Linked DNA regions of Sus scrofa: region 1 is linked to region 2. A link is a contact called in public HiChIP or PLAC-seq data. All regions are on one chromosome and are shown on one strand. The core of a region is the stretch at or near the end of the contact, and the rest is flanking DNA. Distances in the headings are between cores, read along the strand shown. Region 1 holds the start of PTBP1 (polypyrimidine tract binding protein 1). Region 2 holds the start of CFD (complement factor D).

Region 1 (6,642 bases), core at 3,388-5,887, 51 kb after region 2:
CTCAGAAACCTCACCCCCAAGCCTGTCCCCTCCAAAGAGGGTGCAGTAAACCAAAGAGATGCCGATCTGCCCCTCAGGACAAAAAACAGGCATGGTGAGGCTCCTACTATGGCCGTGATTCTGAGCCCAGACCCCAGGTTGGACAATCATGCAAAGGCCTCCACACGATGCCGCCCTCAGGGCCCAAGGCCCACTGAGGGAAGTTGCAAAGGCTCAAAGCTAGGCAACTCAGGCCCTATCTGAGTCCAAAAAAGGATAGCAATGCAGGCTGCTCATGAACTGGGGTGTGATATTAACAAAGTAAAACATTAAAAATCACCAACCAGAACAAGCTGACATGACCTGTCTCAACTTGAACTCACCTGGGCACTTCAAGGCTCAGGGCAGCCAGACCAGTCTCAGCCCTGAACAGAGTCACCCAGAGTGCACCTGAGCCACTGCTGCCACCAAGGGCAGGCAAGAGTACCCCCATCCAAGTCCAAGTGGTAGGAATGTGTCCTCCCATCTCAGAACTTGGAGCCCTAACCCACCCCTCCCCTCAGGCACACAACAGTTTCCTGGCTTGAGCTGGACAGAGACCCACCACAGAGCTCCCATATGCTTGCTACATGACCTTTAATAGAGCATCTTGGCTCCTATCTTTGACAGGTGGGGCCAAAATTCCCTGGGGAGGGGTGAGTCCTGGCTCTGACTATGCTCTCCTGGCAAAGTCTGGAGTGCCAACATCTACAGAATAAATCCTGCCCACTTGGTCACCCCCACCTCCCCCAAACCTCCCTCCTGGACACAGCCCCCTCCCCCCAGCACAGGGGCATCCAGGTGCAGGCAGTGACCTGTGATTCATCAGGCAATGTCCCCTTAGCTAGATACTCTGAAGAACACACTGCCCCCAACTCCCCGGCAGGGCGGGTGCATGCCATGGTGGACTGGGGTGACGGCTCTTCGCCACTAGTACTGGTGGAGCCACTGTCCATAACTGCCCAGGAATCAACTCAGTATCAACAGCAAAGGGCCCCTAAGCGTGCTTGCTACTGTAAAACCTTATCAACAGCAAAGTGCCACTGTTAACACTGCTTGAAACCAGCACTGACTTGGGGCACAGAGGCCTGAGCTCTCCACTGGGGTAGAGCCTCACGGCTTCTATCCTATTTCTATCCTAGGCCTGACTCTGGAAGCATATGTCCCCTGGGAACACAATAGGAGAACATCCCTTGGAAGAGCTTCTCCAGCTGAAAATGGCTCCCACAGAAGCAGGAGAATTGTGACTGTTACAAACGCTTCACATCAAAGTCTCTCTCCCCCTCCCGCCACCAAACAAACAGGTTTTATCTGCAGGAAGATCGGGACAGGCAGCGTGTGAAGACAAGAGTCCGTTTGGGAAAACTGAAACCAGGCCCAGGCCTCATGGCTGGCCGACCAGAAACCAGCTGGCTGCCTGCTGGGGACATGGGAGCCATCTGTAGGAGACCCAGAATCTGGTCCTGAAGAGGACACTCCAGCCAGGACACAGCCCCAGAGGACCTGTTCCTCTGGGGTGCTCACAGGCCCTGCTGTGGGGACAGAGCGCCCAGCCAGCTCCGCACCACTTGTATGTTCAAACGTCCAGGTGCTGCGCGTCTACACACAGACTGGTCTCCATTTTCCGTTACCTCGAGAAGAGTCATACAGAGTTTTTCAGAGCAAAAATTACCTGAACCGAGGACGTCATTAAAGCAACCTCTAACTACCCTAGGGCCCCAGGAGTCCTCTGATCCCACCACCCACCCTAGAAGCTGCTCGGGGTGCAAACAGATTGCAACTTTTTCAACAGACTACCAACTACAGAAGCCCTGTCACCCCATCATGCAACACCCCCCCCCAAACTGGGAACTGTGTTACCATAGCAGGACCCCATAGCTCTGAATTTTGGTGTGGGGAAAAGGGGCACGAAAAAAGTCCAGCAACACCTTGAATGCGAGAAGCCACCAGACCAGCTTGGCCAGACCTGGTGCTGGCAGGGACCAGCCTGCACACCCTCTGCCCGCTGCCCTCCACACTGCCGGGGGACACGAGCCCTGCAGCAGGGTCAGCGTGAGATCAGGGTCCAAGAAACAGGAAAGAGGAAAAGAGGGAACCACGTCCAGAAGTGCCTACCTTTGTACCAACTGCTATGTCTGGGACGATGCTGTGGAGAGAGGAGAGGAGATGTTAGCCAGGGGCGCCCGCAGGGGTCCCAGCAGGCGGGAAGGACTGTCCCTGCCCCCAGACATCCTGGGGTGCCCTGAACAGCTCTTTGCACAACTCTCTGGCAGCACATGCCCCCCACCAAAGGCCTTGGCTAACTAGCAAGTCTTGGGCAGGGAAATGAGCCGTCCACCATTTAATCTCCACTTGAAAAGGAGCCATCATTGTCCTCCAGCTCCCCTCCCTCCCAGCAGGACCCCAGGCCCCGCCTCCCGACCTGTCCAAACACAAAGATACCCCCTTCCAAAGCCCTGGGAGGGACACTTGATGCTAGAGATGTTTGAGTACTGTTGTTTGCTTTCTAGAAATCCTAGAAACTAGTAATGCTTGGGAGATGTTTTCAAAAAAAAGGGGGGGGCGCTAGTGAAAAGGCAACTCACAGGACCTGAAGTTAGAGCTCTGGCCCCAAGGGAACGAAGGGGAGGGGGGCGCACAATGGAAATGATCAAAGAGAATTAAGTTACTCATCAACCTGGCTCCCCGTGACTGGACTTTCCCTCACCCCCCTGCAGGCAGGCCGCTTGGGAAGGCTGAACTGGAGTGCAGGGTGGCCTGGGGCTCTGGGGGTGCAGTGTCCCAGCCCAAGCTACCCAACAGCAGAGCGCTCCAGTTTCTACGTATGGAACAGAAACAAACAATGTCTGAGTGACTTAAAGTCTACTCAGCAATGCCCCCGACCAGGTCATCTGGCCACCAAGGCCAAGTAGTCTCGCAAAACAAACAAAATCTCCCATGACATTATATGACATCCCCTTACCCAGTCCCTCAAGCTCAGGAAGGTGGGCTCGTATAATCCTCTGTTCAAAAGACAGAACCTACCCCTAATCCGGGCTCTCTCCACCCTCAACTACCTCTGCTGTGGGACCTCCAAACACCTCACTGGTTAGTCCCAACGATTTTTAGAAACCGTACTGAGCCAAGAAAAAAATTTCTCAGAAAAAGAATGAAAAGCACGCAGTTTCCCAACTGCTAACCCAGAGCGACTCATGGCTTCCTACTCCCGGGGAGGGCCTCGGACACAGGAAGTATTTTACATAAAATGGCCTTTCTGGAAAAGATTTCCAGCCCTTCCAAAGAGAAGGCTGGCCAAACAGAAAGCCCCCACCACCCCAACACTGACAAGAGACTGCAGATGGGACTGGGCTCCCCAAATCACACCTGGGGGAGGATGCTCCCCAGGACAGTTCTTGAGAAAGGAAGCAAAACTCGAAAACTTGACCAGACCGCCAAGAAAACACTTCCCGGCGAGATTCCACCGGCGGGCTCCTGAGCACCCTGGCTCGGGAAGGGGTTCTCTGGGCAGATCCACCCAAACCAAGCCAAGGCAGACCACGAGGAGATCAAGTTCCTCTCGCAGCAGCAATTTTTCTGAAAGACTGGCCTTAATTCAGTCTGAAACCTATCATTTCAAACCCGAAGCACCCAAAGCACGTGACCCTCAGGGCATTTTTAGTCGCCCGCCTGCCGCCCAGTCCGGCTGAAAGGAGGGCTTGCTCAAAACTCACAAACAAGATACCCAACTTCACCGCGTTCTGTCCCTTTTCCTGAAAAGAGCCCCGGCCGCCACGCGCGCCCCCGCCCCAGGTTGGTAGAGGCCTCCGGCACCTCGGCACACCGGGAGTTGCTCGGGTCGCCAACTGCCCCGCCCCCATCGCGCCCGGAGCAACGCGCCCGGGGCGCCTCCCCGGGACGCCGGGCGGGAACAAAGGGGGCGGCGGAGGACCCGCGCCCTTCTGGGCAGGAGGGCGGCGTCTTCGGCCGCGCCCGGGCCCGCGGCGGGCGGGGGAGGCCGGGGCAGAGTCCGCGCGGCGGGAAAGGCCGCGCACGCGCGCCAGAACCAACGGGGGGGGGTGTGCGAAGGATCGCGCACGCGCGGGGCCCACACGCGGCGCGCCCAGGAGGTACGGGGCGCGGGAAGGGCCACACAGGGCGGCTAGCGGAGGCCGTACAGGGCGCCGGAAGGGCCACGCAACGCGCATCAAGGGCGGCGCGTGCGCGCGGAAACCGGACGTGAAGCGGGAAGGGCCCCGCGGCCGCCGCGTGCGTTCGGGACGGGCCGCGTGGACACCGGAAGCGAACAGGGCTCGGCCAGCCACCCACCTCCCCCAGACCCCCGCCCCCTCGCGACCCCGGCAGCCTCTCCCCGGGCCGCATCCCAGACCTGGGGGAAGGGAAGGAAGACAGAAGCGCCCGGGGGCCCAGGGTGGAGGCGGAGCGGCGCGCCGGGACTGTCGTCCCGAGGAAGCCCCGGCAACGGCCAGGGGAAAGGCTGGAGAGCGAGAGGGACGGCAGAGAGCGCAGACAAGCACGACTCACCCGTCCATTGCACACACAGGAGACCCGCGGGGGACGGAGTGGAGGCGCCGGAATAGCAGGAACCGACCCAACGGCTCCGAGTTATAGACTCACAAAATGGCGGAGACGCCCGAACACGTCCCCCGCGCGCTCTGCCCATTGGCTCCCATCGCGCAGATGGGCGGGGCCAGCACCTCGGGACCCCGCCAGAGCCTCCCAATGGCTAGAAGGCCGCTCGAGGGGTGGGGCCAAACAGAATTGCAGGCGACCATTGGAGAAGGCGACCATACATCAGAGCTTGAGGCGGAAACGGCCCGTGTAGTCGGGGGAGGGGAGACAAGATGAGACCACGTGACGGCGCCTGTGCCTGTGGGCGAGCTGCCCTCCTGCGTGGGGCTTTCCGGGAGAAGCCATCTTGAGAGTGGGTACGTGGCGGGTCAGGCGGCGGGAAGCGTGCTTCCCCCAGGCTGCCGCCATCTTGCAAACGGGCATAGTCTACCTCCGCCTAGGGCGCGAGGGTAAAGAGAGGTGCGTCGCCATCTTGAGGTTGGGCAGAAAAACTATAGGGCTCCATCTTGCTTGTGGGCACCTGCCCGATGTCTGATTCCAACTCAGACGGCCCTATTGGGTTAGCGCGCGGGGATCTGGCGGTCTAACGCGTCCCAGATGCGGGTGGGCTCTTTCCACCGCTGGCCACCAAGCATGCTTCGCGATGTGGTCAGGGGTTGTCCCGACTGTCTTTTGTTCACCCCAGAGCAACGAAGCCCGACCAGGGTCCCCTCCCCTGACTGCGGGAATGGAGAAACCGAGGCCCGGGGCGCACGGTAACTCCGCCCGCCCTGTACTCTGGGAAATCGAGGCCTGGGATCCACCATCGTCGGGCGTTGAGGATGGACTGGGTCTCCATCTCATCGGCAGAACACCCCGAACTTATCCCGGGGAGTGGAGACTTAAGAGTTGATCAGGGCTGGGCGGTAGGGGTGCCCTCGGGAGGAGTGGCAGAAACCAGGGCCCGCTGAATGGGGTGAGTGGGGGAGGGGCAGACCAAGTCGAAGAGGCCAGAACCAGGGAGGCCCGTGGCAGTGGTGATGATCCGCTTTCCCAGGCTTTTGGAAGCCTCGCAGACCTTCAGTAAATAGAGGAAAATGTCGTAAATATTGTTTGCTATACACCTCGTGCTGAAAACTGGATTTTTTATTTTTTTTGGCTGTAGCTGTGTTTCGTGGATGTTCCCGGGCCAGGGATAGAACCTCTGTCACCCTGGTCTCAGCAGTCAGTAACAACCCGGGATCCTTAAATTGCTGCGCCACAGCAGAACTCTGAAAAGGGGATTTTTTAAATTTTTAGAGAGGGAGAAGAAATGATGTTTCTTATTTCCCTAAAGGGAGATCAGGCTTTTGCTCCTGCCTCTCAGGTCGGTTTTAGCTTGGGCGGAGTCATAGCAACAGCACCCCTTTCAGGGCCATGCGCAGGCCTGGACTGGGCCCAGGAGCCTTGGGGTAGGCCACTCCCGAGCCAGCGGACTTTCAGGGATTAGAGGCGGCTGCTGATTTCCACAGAGGCCTCCCACCCAGCGGTCCTTGGCTCTCTCTTTGGCCTAAGGCTATCTGAAGTCCAAGACCGGCTAATTGGGAATGTCCTGGTGGATTTCGGAGAATCCCCAACACATTCCTGGGGATTTGCTGCCTCCAGGACTGTGTCGGCCCTAGGCTCTAGGTACCACCAGACTCAGCTGCTCATTTGTTGCCTCAGTGACTAGTGCCAGCAACGGTCCCCTTGACAGCAGGCAGGGCTGATGGAGACATGGGAGTACTCCCGCCCAGCCTTATTGGTGGACCCTCCACCAGGTTCCTACCACAGCTGTAAACGGTGTTAAAACCCTCCCAGGGCTGCTGTCTTGCCCAGAACTCGACCTTGTGGCCGGGTAGACCCCAGACCCCACATATTCAAACGCCCTTCTAGTTTCTGACCTCATTTACCCAGGCCTCCTTTGCAAGGCTATTCCCTTCCAGAAGGTTCTTGCCTGAACCTGCAGGACTCCCTCATTTGTTCCCTGTGCTGGGGCATTGGCATGAAGTCCCCCACATCAAAACGCCTCCCCGGACATCTCCCTTAAAATGTCTG
Region 2 (6,430 bases), core at 2,715-5,214:
ACCACTGCGCCACGACGGGAACTCCCATCCTGCATTTTTATTTGCTGAACCTGGTAATCTCCCTGCACCACCACCCACTGCCACCTGGATCGTTTCAGAGCCACTCCCTGGTAACATCGTCTCATTCAGGAAATACCTACTGGATGAGTGAGTCTGACGGCTGAATGACCAGCACTTAAGTTCCCACTTCCCTCTCAGTTAAATGTGTTCAGCTTCTCAAATCACATGCGGGGTCCATGAATACACTGAGCAGGATCCCAGGCTTGTGGTCACAGTGACTGGGTGAGTCCCCTCCCCCGCAAGGGGACATCTGACCAGGTTCCAGTGAGCTGGGCTGGGTCTTAGCTGTATCCGTAGTACCCGCCCGAGGCTGGTACACAGTGGGAGCTCAACAGGTGCTCATGGATGACTTCATCTCTCAAACCCTCAGTCTCTTTTTCAACCAACGGGATGTCAGAGACCCCCTTTGTGGACCAGGCTTGATACTTGGAGCCTAGGAGTTGTCTTGTGGTACAGCAAGATAAGGATCACTGTCTTTGTTTCTGCTGTGGTGTGGGTTTGACCCCTGACTCAGGAACTTCCACGTGCCGCCAAAAAAAACTCCCCCAAAACCTGGAGCCTAGTAGGTGCTAGGCCTCAAAGACCCCTCATCCAAGTGGGAGAAAAGGCACAGCGCCTCAGGACCTGGGTTCTGAGTCACCTCACAGGAGTGCACCTCACAGAAGTGCACCTGGACAGCGTGACTGCTCAGGGGTACCTATCAACTTCCCTGTCAGTGACCTCTCGGCACCTGGGGTTGGCCTATGAACACAGGGGCCGTGGCTCTGGGCTCAGTTCCAGCCTTTGCTTAGGAGCTTCTGTGTGGCCCTAGGAGAGTCGCAGGGTCTCTCAGCCTGTTTCCAGATTTGGGACATGGATCATAAGAACACAACTTCTCTGCATACCTAAATCTCAGCCCAGAGCAGGGTCTTGGACACAGTAGGCCCTCACGTTCCAATTAAGAAGCAAAGGGGCAGTTGGATGTTAGCCAGACCTGGAGAACCCCGCCCACCCCCACCCAGGCTTCTGCGTTTTGGGGTGCCTCTTCTATTTCCAGGAAAGAGTAAGGGTGCCACCCTGTGGCCCAGACATGAAGCTACTCCTGGCAGCTCCAGCCAGGCTTTTGACCCCCGAGGGTCCCCACCCCAAGGCACGCCTTTCTGTCACCTCCTGCCACTGCTACCAAGGTAAAGGTTTTTGTTTGTGGAGTTCCCGTTCTGGCACAGTGGTAATGAATCCGACTAGGAACCATGAGGTTACGGATTCTTTCCCTGGCTTTGCTCAGTGGGTTACAGATCCAGGCATTGCTGTGAGCTGAGGTGTAGGTTGCAGATGTGGCTTGGGTCCTGCGTTGCTGTGGCTGTGGTGTAGTCTGGCAGCTGTAGCTTTGATTCGACCCCTAGCCTGGGAACCTCCATATGCCACAGGTGTGGCTCTAAAAGGTTGGGGGAAAAAAAAAAAGGTTTCACTTGCTATTTTCCGCAGTCCTTTTGGACTGTCCACTTCGTGTGCTCCCACAGGCAATGTGAAAGTAGTGAAGGTGGTCGGGGAGTTCCCGCTGTGGTGCAGTGGGTTAAGAATCTGACTGTAGCCACTCGGGTCACTGCTGAGGTGCAGGTTCTATACCTGGCTCAGTGGGTTGTTGCCAGCTGCAGCTTGGATTTAGTCCCTGGCTAGGGAACTTCCATATGCCACTGGTGTGGCCATTAAAAAAAATAATAATAAAAGGTTCAGATGCAGGAATGGATGACTTTATTGCTAAGCCTGGTGACCACCGCCCTGTCCCTTAGGTCCTCCTTAGGCGGCTGCGCTGTCAGCCATCACTCCGTCGATCCAGGCCACGTAGCTCGCCAAGCGCGTGTAGATGCCGGGTTTCTTGCGGTTGCCGCAGACTCGGGAGCCTGAGGTAACCACTCCCTCGGCCACACCCCCGCACACCAGCGGGCCTCCGGAGTCGCCCTGCGTGGGGCGGGGGCTTGAGAGCTGGGTCCAGGCCAGGCTCAACCTGAACCTGCTGCAATTCCGCTCATCCCTACAGCCCCAACAGGCTCTCTCGCTCAGCAATCTTCCCAGGCCCAGCCCATCAAGGCGCCGCCTCCCAACTTTCAGCTCTGCCCCTCAAGCTTTACTCCGCCCTTTGTCTGAGTTCAGCAGCCCCCGCCTCCGACCCTGCCCCATTCCTAGCCCTCTCCATGCCCGCCCTGGCTTTGTCTTTATCTGCACCCTCTCCCAGATCCCACCTCCCCTCTCAACTCTGCCACGCCCACCCAGCCCTCACTTCTCAGGCCACGCTCACGCTGTAGAGCCTGGCCACTCTCTAAGCTCCCCACATGCCCGCCCCCTCTCAGCCCTCCCGCCCTCGCACCTTGCAGCTGTCCCGACGGTTGCTCTCCGCGCACATCATGCGCTCGGTGATGGTGCCATCGTGGTATGTGCGCAGGTTGCAGGTGGTGCGGTCCAGCACCGGTAGGAGCAGGTGCTGCAGACGGTCGGGCCGGCGGCCAGTGTGACTGACCACTCCCCAGCCGGCCACGTCGCAGAGCGTGCCTGCCGGAACCTCGTGGTCCTCTCGTTGCCAGGCAAGGGGCTGCACGGCAGGGCCCAGCTCGGCCTTCTCGGAGAGCTGAGGGTGGGGGCGGAAGCGAGCGTTAGGGGCAGCGCAGCCCCCAGTGCAGCTGGAGGGACTGCGGCTAGACTTAGCAGACCTTCAGCAGGAGGAGATCATGGTCGATGGTGTCAGGCTGGCTGTCTGGGTGGGGCACGGCGCGGAGCACGTCGTACAGGCGCTTCGAGGGCTCGGGCTGTGACAGGGAGTGCGCACCCAGGAGAACCTGCAGCTTCCCCTCGGCCCTGGAAGTGGAGTGGGCTCACATCAGAGCCATGTCCCCACCCGACACCCAATTCCCCCATTCCGCTCTTGGTCCTGGGCCACTCACACGTCCTCCAGGCAGTGTGCTGCACTCAGCACCCACTGCTCAGACACCAGGAAGCCTCCGCACACGTGCTTGCCGTTCACCTGCACCGATGCCATGTAGGGTCTCTCGTGGGACTTGGCCTCCTGGCCACCCAGGATCCGGCCACGGGGCTGTGCCACTGGAGGATGCAGGTCCGAGTGAGGGTGACTGCAGCCCAGACCTCAGATTCCCTCTAAGAGAGCGGCTCTGGCACCCTCAGACTGAAATTCCTTCCTTGGGATCCTCCCCAAAGAGTTGCAAACTCTGGGGGCCCAGGGAGGGATGCTGAAGAAGACAGACCGGGCGGTGGGGAGTGACAGTCTGGGGCAGACTCCGCGTACCTACACACTGGGCCCTAGAACTTCAATATAGACACAGACAAGTGGGGCTGATCAGACCCAACATCCTGCCAGCCGTTTGCTCCCAGCCTGGGCTTTCTGTTGTAGAACCAGAGGCTCTCTGAACTCACTAGATTCAAAGTTTTGAGAATTGCTTGGTTTTCAGAGCCTTCTGTTCATGTGGACCCTGCCCCCTCTCTGCCCACCTAGTGGGGCTGGAGGGCCATCCTCTTGAGCGGAGGGGTCCATGGCTGACTGCGCTGCAGGCTAGGGGCCCCCAGCTGGCACCCCAGTCCCGGGTCCACTCACCACATACAGCTGCTCCGAGGAGGATCAGGGCTGCCAGGTGCCCGGAGCGGTCTGCCATGATGCTGCTGTGGCCTCAACAATGGCCCAGGGCAGGGCTCTGGGGTTCTTTTATGAGGGTGGAACGGGGTGGGGGGGGAGCTCCCACAGGTCCTATCTGCCAAGTGGGCAGTGGCCCAGCTGAACAAAGGGAAGCCGTCCACGCCCTTCTCTCCCCCCACTTCCCCCGCCACAGTGCTGTGATTATCTTCCCCTAGACTTTGTACCAAGAGTAGATGGGCTGCTGGACCTGCCTGCCACCTCTGTCATTCTGTGGGAAGAGCCCCTCAGGATGGGCGGTGGGCAGAGCAGAGGGATGGACCCACCCACCCACCCACCCTGACCCCCAGCCCAGTCTCCCAGAGTGCCCTTCCAGCCCCAGAGTTTCGCAACAGCAGCTGGAGAGCAAGCCCAGTTTGTAAACAACCCACTTCCTCATTTTCTGCCCCTCCCTTCTTTCCCTTCCTCCTGCAACTTGGAGCTGAGGTCGGGTGGGGGGGAAGGTCATCCAACGCCCTTGTCCACATTGCTGTGACTCTGGGGCTTGACACCCTTTAAGTAGAATATTGTTGATGAGTAGGGACAGCTGGAAAGACTGTTGCATACAAGTGACAAAAAAATGGAGTGTAAGGGGCTGGAACCTTCAACAAGAAAATTTAAATGGAAAGTTTATGGGTCTACCTTCAGGTGTAGCTTAATCCAGGCACCTGAACAATGTTTTGTTTCTTTTTTTCCTCCTTGATGGGTTGTCTCCTCAGCAGTCTCCCCTGTTGTGGCCTCAGGGGCCCTAGACTCAGACCAATGGCCCAGTTATTCCCTCTGCCAATTCCCCATCACTCTAGCCAGCATCTCAAGGCGGCCTCTGATTGGTTGAGTTTGGATCTCATGCCCCTAAAGCAGCCATTGTGGGTTGGCAGGTTCTGATGAGCAGAACCTGGGTCACATGGTTCTCTGTAAGCTGGGGATGGTGGGTCAACATCTCATGAACCTCTTCGGGGGAGATGCTGTGTGTAACCACAAGGGTGGGGAGGACCGTGAACGTCCCCAGGAGGAACAGTGCATGGTATTTTCTCCTTTCCTTCTTTTTTCTTCATGGTGGACCATTTCACACATACAGAGAAAAATAGAAAACAGCATAACAAATGCAATTTGTTAGACCCTAAAATGTTTCCTTGCTCAAATCAGAAACTCTAAAACAAAAGCCCATTGGAATGTGGAGTGCAGATTATGTAAGTAAAAGGATTGGAAATTGCAGCAAAATTTGGAAATTACCCAAAAAGACAGAATGGTTCAGTAAATAACCCTGCAGATCCTGGGATGCTTTGTTGACATGGAAAGACCGCCAAGATATCGTATTAAGTGGAAAAAGCAGTTGTAGGGCAGTGGGTCACCTGCCTGAGCAGCTGGCCCTTGTGGGGAGAGGTGTTCTGAGGACAACCTTAGGGAGAAGCTGGAAGGCAGAGGGAACAGCACTAGTTAAGACCCTGAGGTGTCCCAAGGCAAAAGGTTGGGGAAGTGGAGGAAGGATTGTTTCCGTACCCAGTGAGGCCGAGACTGGCCTGGACCCCAACCCCTGATTGGGTCCTCCCCAGACAGTGCCTCAGTCTTCCCCATGGGGAACTGAGAATCAGAGAAACAGTGAGCAATTTGCCCAAAGTCACAGAGCTGGGACTCGAACCCAGGCCCTGGAGCATGACTTTACAGTTCTTTGCATCTCTACTTCCTCGCCTGTAAAACAAGGCACTTATATAAGAACTACTTTAGGGGCTGGAGCCAGAAACAGATGAGTGAAGATTGCAAAGATTCAGAATGATCCTTGTGACTCAGAATGAACACCTGCTATAGTGCTTTGCATTCTTGCCACCTGCAACAAGAGTCTAATGACATTTTATAGGAGGGGAAGCCAGAAACGGCTACTGGTATCCTTTAGTGAAGTATGAGGAAGGGACTTTTTATCTTGGTGCACTAAATTTGCTGCTACTTGGTAGCAGCGTACTTGTGACATGCTCAAGACATTCACCTGAGGACTTCTGACACTCAGTTGCACAACCAACAAACACCCAGGCACATTCTACAAAACAGGGTTTTTATTGTGTCAGATGCTGCATGATGCTGCATGGGAAGAGCCCAGCCGGGGGGAGTGGGGTAACAGGGGCCGCCTTTCTAGAGGGTCCTGCCCACAGGGATCCTGGGGTGGAGAGGCGGGCTGTCATTATCACCATAGCGTCGGATAATGGAGTTGATCCAGTCTGCAAACTTGGCGGTGGAGGCAAAGGTGTCTGGGAAGAGCCCAGAGCCACAGCCCCCCCGGATGAAGGAATCTATCCCCTGGACCAGCCCATTGCAGACCAAGGGCCCGCCGGAGTCCCCCTGTGGAAGCAGACAAGTTTGGGAGGCTGGGCTTTCAGGCCCCACCCTAACATCCCCACCCACTGCCCTTCAGGAGCTGGAAGTTCTTCCAGGGGTCTTGGTTGCTGCAGCCTGGGTGGGAGCAAGGGGTGGGTTGTGGGAACGCAAGATACGTACAAAGCAGATGCCAGCCTGCCGGCCTGGTACCAGGGTGCACACATTGGTGGGGCGGCAGAGGGCTGTCACCACAGTCACATTGAGCTGCTGCAGGACTCGGGGCGGTGGCCGGTTCGTGCCCAGCTGGCCCCAGCCCATGGCCAGACATCGCACCCCTTCCCCCACGCCTTGGTCCTGAGCAGGTAGCTGGGCCACCTGCACGTTGCTATTGATGAAGGCAAATCTGTT

The links. HiChIP or PLAC-seq counts read pairs in DNA pulled down with a chosen protein or histone mark.
Region 1: a contact with region 2 is called in an H3K27ac HiChIP or PLAC-seq map of alveolar macrophages. The contact joins the promoter of PTBP1 here to the promoter of CFD in region 2. A contact is called at or near these places in 1 of 5 promoter capture datasets (fetal liver), 3 of 47 Hi-C or Micro-C datasets (embryonic fibroblasts, mesenteric adipose tissue and skeletal muscle) and 2 of 2 datasets of contacts at active chromatin or transcription factors (alveolar macrophages and skeletal muscle).

What each region holds. Positions count from the first base shown.
Region 1 is chr2:77,558,479-77,565,120 of Sscrofa11.1, forward strand. PTBP1 (polypyrimidine tract binding protein 1) reads right to left here and starts at 4,638. Exons shown (of 15, transcript NM_214231.2): 1 at 4,540-4,638; 2 at 2,134-2,164. The coding sequence starts at 4,547. LOC102159224 (a long non-coding RNA gene) reads left to right here and starts at 4,839. Exons shown (of 2, transcript XR_001307040.2): 1 at 4,839-6,642.
Region 2 is chr2:77,508,024-77,514,453 of Sscrofa11.1, forward strand. It overlaps CFD (complement factor D), which reads right to left and starts at 3,965. Exons shown (of 5, transcript XM_013994801.1): 1 at 3,641-3,965; 2 at 2,976-3,132; 3 at 2,745-2,889; 4 at 2,405-2,662; 5 at 1,769-1,998. The coding sequence starts at 3,698. The coding sequence ends at 1,837. All of the region lies in intron 15 of MED16 (mediator of RNA polymerase II transcription subunit 16), which reads left to right. It overlaps ELANE (neutrophil elastase), which reads right to left. Exons shown (of 5, transcript XM_003122986.4): 4 at 6,203-6,430; 5 at 5,746-6,046. The coding sequence ends at 5,840.